3 separate regions of the Zea mays genome follow, and regions 1 and 3 are each linked to region 2. Evidence: chromatin contacts called from public Hi-C data. All regions are on one chromosome and are shown on one strand. Each heading gives the region's core, a stretch centred on a gene start, on an enhancer-like site or on the middle of the called end of the contact. The rest is flanking DNA. Distances are from core to core; before and after follow the strand shown. Region 1 holds the start of LOC103651874. Region 2 holds the start of LOC100383665. Region 3 holds the start of LOC100283996.

Region 1 (2,988 bases), core at 378-2,877, 270 kb after region 2:
TCAGTCTATCAGATCCTAAGTATAAGATCTCGTATGTTCGAGCACTTTTTTATGCTTCTAAACACTTTAAATTAGATCCTACTTTAAATTTTAGGACGCCGATGTAGGACTACTGGTTGGAGACGCTTTTAACAATTACACCCGTCACTATAAGGAAAATGGCCAAAATAACTTTTATTCATATGCCGTAAAAAATAACCTTATTTTTGGTGACCGACACCAACCCATAGAAAAATAAATTTGTTATTATCAGTGGTTAGGTATCAGCCATAAAAAATAAGCTTATTATTTTTTGTGGCCAGGCATCAGCCGATAAAAATAAGCATTTATTTTCAATAGCTGACATGTGCCCACCAGAAATTAGTGTTGAGGAAAAGGGTTTCATTGAGGGTTGATTTGGTGACAAAGGGATCCCGAGAGGATTGGAGGGGATCGAGGGGGAAATGAACTAATTTCCCTTTAATCCCCTCCGATCCTCCCGGGATCTTGGATCACCAAATCAGCCCTGAAGGTCCTCGAATTATCAGATTCTGTTGTCCTAAGACTTTTTCAGGAACAAAGGCAAGCGTCGACTGAAAGCTTCGGTAAACGAAGGGAGAGAGAAACAGCTTCGTCATTAAGGAGGGCTTATCGCTGAAGTCTAGAGTCAACACACCTGAATCTCGTACAAGCTCAGATACTACTTAAGCTCAGATACAAAGTAGTGGCAAAGGAATACAGAAGCGACGTGCATAACACGTTTCTTAGAGGAAAAAACAGAAACACCCCGCGAACTTAATAGACTCCGTGTATATACATTGTGTTATTAATGTAATTTTATATAAAGTTGTACATCATCATATCCATATAAATAATTGAACAGTATGCGAGCACAAGAGATTTTAAATGTTTACTCTTCAAAGCTCCCTGTACACATTCATCTTTCGCGAGTATTCCAAAGATATCTTTGCAATTATAGAGCGCTAAATGGGTCATGCCTAACGGGCCAGCCCGAAGCACGACCCGTTTAATAGTGTCGAGCCGGGCCCAACACGAGAATCGTGTTGTTCTTGGGCCGCTGCCTCGGCCTGCACGACGCGGCACAATTATATATATTTTATTTTATAAAACATAGTATATATATATTTACATTTTATATTTGCTATTTACAACAAATACACTAGAGTTCTACTTGTTAGTCTCCATCCCCACTCACACACAGTTTTTTGTTATTTTTCTTGATTTAATGGGAGAACGTGGCCGGTTAACCGGACGTCCGACACGACTAACATGCCGACGTGCCGTGCCTGTGCTGCGGCACGCGGAATGGCCGGGCACGCCCCAATTATCCGTCGGGCCTAACGGACCCGTGCCGGACCGGGCCGCCCGTTTGGGCACCTATATTTGCAATCGACTGTGTTGTCCTGTTTTGATGATCTTCTGCGGGAGCTTCTGGTGAATTCACGACCAACCAAAACCATCATGCCTCCAAAATCCAAATAGAACAGGGCTGGTAATACCAGCTCCACTTTCGTTTCACAAAGACCAGGCTCAATTCGAAGGTGTTCAGCCTTCTGAAGATTATGACCGAAAAAGGGGAAATACGAAAGTCACAAGTCCACCACCATACGATCAGGGAAATGCGTCATGGCGAAAGAGAGGTAAAATAAAAGATGGTCTTGGACTCCTCTGAACCTGCCTGTATCTCTCATGCGCTCTGGTCACAGGTTGGTTGGCCTGCCGCCCTGCCCACCAAGGAAACCAGCACCCAACCAGAGCCGCGGAGCTTGAGAAACTATCGTGCATTCACGCATCGTCGACGACCGGGCGAACGCGACGCAAGATTAGCAAAGTTGCATATATATATATAGCTCGTCGATCTTAAAGTTCTTCCTCGTACATACGGGCGGCGCCGACGACGTCGAGAGGGAGAGTTTAAACTGTCGGGATCGAGACTATGGCATCCGTTTGCAGCAGGCCGCCGTTTTCGTTCCTGGCAGCGGCGTGCATCGCCTGCTTTATTTGCTGCTTCCTGATCCGGCTCCCAGCTGCCTGCTGCAGCTCAGCAGGTCCCCGTTTCTTCGCCTGCTCTGCTCTCAAGTCCTCGCACATACGTCACGGTTCCATGTTGCTCATCACTGCACTGGTACGTACGTACGTGCGGAACTCATGCATATGCAGAATTGCAGATGGAGGAGCAGCAGCAGCGTTCCACGGCCAGAAGACAGACGCCGCGAGCATAGTCGGGAGAGCCCTGTCCTGCTTCAACGATCGCTACGTGAGTGTGCATATGTGTATATATACATACTCGTCGCGTCTAGCTTATCGTAGTTTTGGGCTATCCCACGCTCTTGTCATGATCAATATATATGGCGAGCATACGTACTGAACGCCCTTGCTGCTCACTGCGTGCCATATGATGCCAAGATCTACAGCGGGTGCCAGGGCGCGCTCCGGCTGGGCCCCGAGGGCGCGCTGGACGTGCCGCCGGGGTCGGTGGACGCCTTCTGCGGCGGGCCGTGCCTGGTGGAGACGCACCTCGTGCTGCGCTGCGTCGACGACGGCATCGTGGCCGGCTTCCGCTTCTACAACGGCGCCTCCGCCGCCGACGTCCGCCTCGTGCTCGCCCGCGGGTGGTGCGGCCGCTCCGGCCTCCGGGGCGACTTCGACGACGTGCTGCAGCGCCTCGGAGGCGACGGGCACTTGTACGGCCGCGGGAGCGACGCCCGCGTCAGCAGCCTGGCGCAAGCGATGCCGCTGCTGCTGAGTGCGGCCGCTGCTGTCGTCCTCGTATGGACGTGAGCGCGTACGTGGAAGTAACCGTGTGTAGTAGGGACCATATTATATATATAGCAGGATGTCAGTAAAAACAACTTCGGTTGCCGCAGCCCGCGCAGGCAGGCGGTAGTATACTACGGGGTGTACAGGGAAAAAAATTTTGTGGAGCCGGCAGCAAATCAGAAGGTTTGCAGCTCCTCACAGAAAAAGAGTATAGATCCCTCCTGCAGC
Region 2 (2,940 bases), core at 387-2,886:
ATAAATCAAGAACAAGACAACACGAAGATGTTAAGTATTAAATACCCTTCGTCCGCTGAAGCATTATCTCCTCGAGGGTTTAATGAACTTCGGACGAAGGATATAAACATAATATAACGAAGGTTACGAAGGAAAAGACCTTCGTTAAGTTGGTAAATGAGTAAACAGAATAAACATATATATAAAGTGCGAAAGTAATAATACCAGCATTATCATCAATACATTTCCATTATTAAATTCATGAAAACGAATTACAAATGTACCTTCAGACTGATGTAAGGCAAAGGTACAAGTCGTGATGCAAAAAGACGTGTGCCCAGTCAGCGTGAACAGTACGAGAGTACTGTTCACCTATTTATAGGCACGGGACGCAGCCCGTGTAAAATTACATTGATGCCCTTTACATTTATCAATAACTCTATAGTAATCCTTCAAGGTCCAATTTGGCTTTTTATCTTTAAGTCGGTTCCTCTTTTCTGCCGTTATGCCGAAGCTTTTCTGCATATGGCTTCATGACCGTCTTATCCTTCGTCATGACCGCTTTTCATTCCAGCTTCGTCTTAAACATGTCCTTGTATATTCGCGACCTGACTCCGAAGGTGCCTGTTCCGAAGGTGTCTGTTCACATTTTACACTTGGAAAACATTGTCAAACTGTGTTTTTGAGGACCTTCGGGAGCCGAAGGCCCCCAACAGTAGCCCCCAACATCTATCTATCCATAACGTGGCCAATCAAGTTAATGGAAAAAATTACTTGAAACATCCGACCACAAATACAAACACGTGGAAATTAGTTAATGGAAAAAACACTAGACACATGCATCCATGGAGCAGGGCATCTATGAATTTCAGAGAGAGACCCAAACAGCTAGGGATGGAGAGAGCAGATGGGCTAATGATTACCTTAGAGAAGGCATAACAGATTCTTTTAGCTGACGGGATACTCGGCCAGATCTGCTTGGGCAGCAAGGAGATGGGTTCCTCGCCCAAAATTTTGTTGCCAAAGAATGCTTGTGGTAGTGATGGGAAGGCACGCGAATCAGTTGTGGTCTAGTGTGGTGCGCGGAATACGGTCGATTTGATGGAAAAACGGTGCGAGGCACCAAAATTTAGGCGCCAATTCTTTGGTTGGGAATGCGGAAGAGGAGAGCAAGTTTGAGGAGAAGAAACACTGGTTTTGGATATGCTTAAATATCAGAATTAATTTAGAAAACGGTTGGATCGTAGTTTTTTTTTAAAGATATACTAAATGGCTAAATCAAAGTTTACTATGTGTTTGGTTGCCTGTATTTGCTGGTGCTTGTATGGCGGGATGCAATGAGCTGATATTTGGTTGTTGTCAACCAGGCTCTACACGTGCGAGGTGTATGTTTGGTTACCTGCGTGTAGATGTGAAACCAGACTCGCACGATACTTAAAAGTACCCTGAACCAAACTCTGCAGAGACGAGTAAATTGGTCGTATCTCTGGAGCCAGGTTCCCGCAATCCTAGCTCATGCAGCTAGGCTACGGGGGAGAAGCCAATCAAACAGGCTTTTTAGATATAGTTGGAGATAGTTTTAGTTCTGACTCTACCTTAACTTTAACTGGCCGTCGATAAAGAGACGACCCAGTCGATGCGACAGCCGCCGGCGCGCGTGACCCACGAAGCAATTTCAAACCCAGCCAGAATCAGGAGCACCGCGTACGCGACGTCGCGGTCGCGGCCCAGCTTCCAGCGCCCGACCCGGCGGGCAAGGCAAGGCAACGAACCAACCTGGATTACTGGATTGTGGCTTGGAAGCTTGCCGCGAGCCCGCGACGACAGACCTTCTTTCGTCCCGTCCTTTCCCCTGCGCGCCGCGAGTGAATTCCGGAATCCCCAATCTATCCGACGCCACACGAAACGAAACACAAGAGAAGAGAATAGAGAGAAGGTCGGAGGGCTAGACCCGGTCCCCCAATTCCAATTCGCCCCTCTCGCGGCCGGCCTCGCGAGACGCCGATTCGGATCCCATCTCCTGCTCAGAGCCTCGATTCGACCGGCGGGGGCGACGATTCGACCGGGTCGGTAGCCAGGCAGAGGCAGCGGAAGGAGAGGATGAGCTTCCAGGACCTGGAGGCGGGGCACGTCCGGGGGGCGCCGCTCGGCGGCGGCCGGAGGAACGGCAGGGGCCCCGCGGGGGCGGGGGGCGCCGGCGCCGGCGCGTCGCAGGCCGTGGCGTCGGGCGTCTTCCAGATCAACACCGCGGTTGCCACGTTCCAGCGCCTCGTCAACACGCTCGGCACGCCCAAGGATACCCCCGACCTCCGCGACAGGATGTACGTCCCGCCTTCCTGCCTTACCTCACCTCCAATCTGTTTTGATTGCCTTGCCTCAACCCCCATCCGTTTTGATTTCGCGGACTCGGTCCGCTCCGGCTTTGATCCGCCTGGCGCCTGTATAATTACGGCTTAGGTTTCGTCCCTGCTATGGATGCATCGATTCCTGTTGCAAGTGGTCGATACTTCGATTACAGTTGCCAGTGGTGGTTGCTTGGGGTTTAATTTTCTCTTATTATTTTTTTAGAGATTGCTTCCGTAAATCGATTTGCTAAGTCCATACGTTATAGCTCTTGATGATGCCTACTTTAGCTGATACTTAGTCATCAGCCATTGAATTGAGCAAATCAAGCCATATGACCTACATGGATTCATTAGGTCATCTGAATCAGTTCTTATGCACCCCTTGCTCATTTTGTGTTATATTTTGAAATTGAATTAGTAGTAACTTCAATTATGCCCAAATATAGGCTAACAAGTTCTAATTGTCTTGATGTGTCTACTGACTATCACCTGCTGTTGATCGCAGACATAAAACACGGCAACACATAACACAACTAGTGAAGGATACATCAGACAAGCTTAAACAAGCTAGCGAGGCGGATCATCGCGTTGAAGTCAGCGTACGTGCCTATCTCTA
Region 3 (3,078 bases), core at 527-3,026, 290 kb before region 2:
TGTATGCGCAATCATGTCAGTCGGCTTGTGGTGTGCAGACAGGGTGGAGGGCCCCATTGTGGCCTATTATGTCCCATGCCATATCGTGTCTTGTAATCTGCTACAATTAATCCGAAGGAGGGTGGTTGGTTCCACCATAGGTTTTGGTTGGTCGTCACCTAGTTTCGCAGTGGGGTTGACCTCCGCGCTTCTATGGACCTTCCCTAGGATATGGGTGAAAACGGGACGAATACAGCCGGATATAAAGTCATCATCCTGTATCCTACCGGGCAAGGTGAGAGGAAGGGGAGAGGTTTTTTTGTTTTTATATTAAAACCCTAACGAGCGCTTAATAATGGGTCTAAACGTTTTCTATTTTTTTAATGGGTTAAATGAGACTAAATTTAAATACGTTGTGTATTAGATTACTCATTTTCTCATATTATATATATTTATATATTTAAATTTTTAAAATTTGGATTGAAATTTTAAAATAAACCGGTGGTGACGGCTTTGACCTAGTGCGGTGAGTGGCGCCAGGCTGGCACCCGGCACCCATCGTGCCACGCGCCACACTCGTATTGGCAGACCCCCACAGGCACCTCGTCCTCCTGTCCAGCGGCCCCCTGCGGAGTGCGGACGACGCAGTCTGCGGTCGTCCAAGCCGACGCCGACCCAGGCAGATACGACCTGGCCAGCTGACGCCTTGCGCGGCCCGTCGGCCGCCTCCACCAGTCGGCGCCTCGCCCGCACGCACCTTCCCGCCGCGCCAAGGGACAACGGGAACGGGGAGCTTTGCCCTTTCGGCGGAACCAGACTGGTCCGCGGGGCCCCAGCGTGTCTGGACGCCCCGCACGCTGGCCTGACATTTATTATTTTTACCTCAACTTCCCTTGGAAAACCGAGGCGCGCGAGGTTCGCCGCGCCGGCGTCCGGGAGGAAAAAGGTGAAGCAGAGGAGGAAATATCGGCGACGCCGGCGTGTTGGAGCGTGACGTGACTCAATGACGCTCCCCCTCCATTGAGGTCAGTCAGGTCGCGCCGCGCACTCAGTTCGCAGTGGACCTGAGACGTGGCTCGTGGCTCGTGGCCAGCAGACGGCGGCACAATCGATGCGGACGGTGGGATTTTCTTTTTGTAGTTTGGTTGTGAAAAAACAAACTATTAGTACTCCCTCGGCCTACCTAGCGCAGTGGTCGACTTGTATGTAGCCCCCTCGTGCCCACCCACCAACCACGAACGCATACGTTATCCCTCGGCCGACATGCATCATCGAGGAGCCACGAAGTGGAGAATTAGGACTGCTCCACTGCCACCTTCTTTTACCCCTATATTCATACTCTACAAATAGAAAATTAAACATACGGGCAGAGGAGGACGGGGGCTGGAGTAGGCAATTTCGCTCGCTCCTTCCGAGCGGACCCGTCGGCATCGGGCGTTGTCCGTCCCTACGATCCCGTCGCGCAACGCCGGCCGAACGGATGCACAGATCTGCAGCAGCGAGACTTTCCAAACCACGCGACCGTATCGAAGGGTGATGACGACGACGACGACGTCTCGATTACTCAAACACAAGCAGTGAACCCGCGGCGCCGTTTCCTGCCACCGCGCACGTGCCACCGCTTTTGACGCTTTCCCGGTTCCCGAGGCCCGTCGCGATCCGAGAAAAAGCGCGGGGAACCCGGGTGGCCCGTTTGCCTATCGCACCGGCACCAGCCCACCTCCAGCTCCCCCTCCGCCTCCCTCCCAGCCCCCAGGCTCTTCTTTATAAACCCCGCCCCCTCCTCCGCTCTCATCCTCCACCACACCACACCACACCGGCCGGCTCACACGCGCCGCAAAGCAGAGCACGGGGGGCTGAGACCAGAGCAGAGCGGAGCGCCACCAGCCAATCCTTTGCCTGCCCAAGCAGCAGCAGCAGCTGGCCCGATGGCTCTGTCTCTCTCCGGCACCTCCGCCCGCTTCGCCCTCGCGTCGCTGGTCCCCCGGGCCAGGGCCTACGCGGCGTCGGCGGCGTCCGGGGCCATGAGGCGCGCGGCGGAGGGCGCGGCCGCGGGCGAGGCCAAGGAGGCCGGGCGCGCCGCCGCCGCCGCCGCCGAGGGCTCGTGGGTGCCCGACCCCGTCACGGGCCACTACCGCCCCGCCAACTGGGCCGCCGCCGTCGACCCCGCCGACCTCCGCGCCGCGCACCTCGCCCGCACCTACGCCCGGGCCTGAGCGGCCCCGGCTCCCTTCACCCTGCTCCGCCTCGTCTCGTATGACATACGCGCACCGTACCAGGGTGAGACGAGGTGGGGGCTGGGGGTTCGTGTGGCGAACGGCGTGTTGAGCCACGCGCGCGTGCGGCCGCGCTCTGCGACGCCCGGAACGTTCTTGGGAGAGCGCGAGCGAGGTCTTCTGTCTTCTCGGTGCGGGTCGCTGTGCCATGAGATGTGACGCTGGGTCGTTTTGGGTCCGACCAACGGGAGAAGAGCGGCCTGTGGTCGGTGGTCGCCGCCGTGTGTGGGCTGGATGGCCTGCTCTCTTGTGCTCCTCCTATATATCAGATGTACTTCCTCCGAGGAGCAGGGTTTCGCCCTTTCGCTACCTTTTCGTACTCGCTAGTCGCTACAGCTACAGCTAGTACGTACTATACTATACTAATAAAAGCTACAGTTTCTTCCGGTTCTTGTCCTACCTTTCACGTCATCTCGATTACGTGGTGAACTTGTATGCAGTATGCTGTATTTTTTTCATCGGACAAAATATATCTTTTTTTATTGAACATAAACGAGCGGAAAGGTGGTGTTTATCCCTGTATAAACAAGCAGTAGTGGTTAGGGCTGGACGAAAAACACGTAGCTCGTTAACTCGCTCGATTCGATTTGATAGTGGTTCGACTCGACTCGTTTATAATTTGTAACGAGTTGAGCTTGTATTAACGAGCCAGATCGAACTGGCTCACGAGCTGACTCGCGAGCCAAACGAGTTGAAGTAATTAGTCAAATCACAATAATCTCCGATCCAAAATAGTTAATCTTGTACTCTACTATAGTTAATTTTGTTCTTTGTTGAGTGTGAAATATTAAGTTGCAAAATCTATTCTTTTTTCTAAATAGAT

What was found. Hi-C and Micro-C count contacts between places; a contact is called where the count stands out from the background.
Region 1: a contact with region 2 is called in a Hi-C map of leaf, with 5 times the contacts expected there. The contact joins the promoter of LOC103651874 here to the promoter of LOC100383665 in region 2. A contact is called at or near these places in 2 of 25 Hi-C or Micro-C datasets (leaf and tassel).
Region 3: a Hi-C map of leaf shows a contact between it and region 2, with 8 times the contacts expected there. The contact joins the promoter of LOC100283996 here to the promoter of LOC100383665 in region 2. A contact is called at or near these places in 4 of 25 Hi-C or Micro-C datasets (ear, leaf and tassel).

What each region holds. Positions count from the first base shown.
Region 1 is chr3:35,927,906-35,930,893 of Zm-B73-REFERENCE-NAM-5.0, reverse strand. LOC103651874 reads left to right here and starts at 1,627. Exons shown (of 4, transcript XM_020550747.1): 1 at 1,627-1,640; 2 at 1,851-2,048; 3 at 2,161-2,257; 4 at 2,407-2,852. The coding sequence starts at 1,627. The coding sequence ends at 2,781.
Region 2 is chr3:36,201,212-36,204,151 of Zm-B73-REFERENCE-NAM-5.0, reverse strand. It overlaps LOC100383665, which reads left to right and starts at 1,636. Exons shown (of 7, transcript NM_001366830.1): 1 at 1,636-2,300; 2 at 2,830-2,923. The coding sequence starts at 2,080.
Region 3 is chr3:36,494,209-36,497,286 of Zm-B73-REFERENCE-NAM-5.0, reverse strand. It overlaps LOC100283996, which reads left to right and starts at 1,776. Exons shown (of 1, transcript NM_001156894.2): 1 at 1,776-2,630. The coding sequence starts at 1,908. The coding sequence ends at 2,195.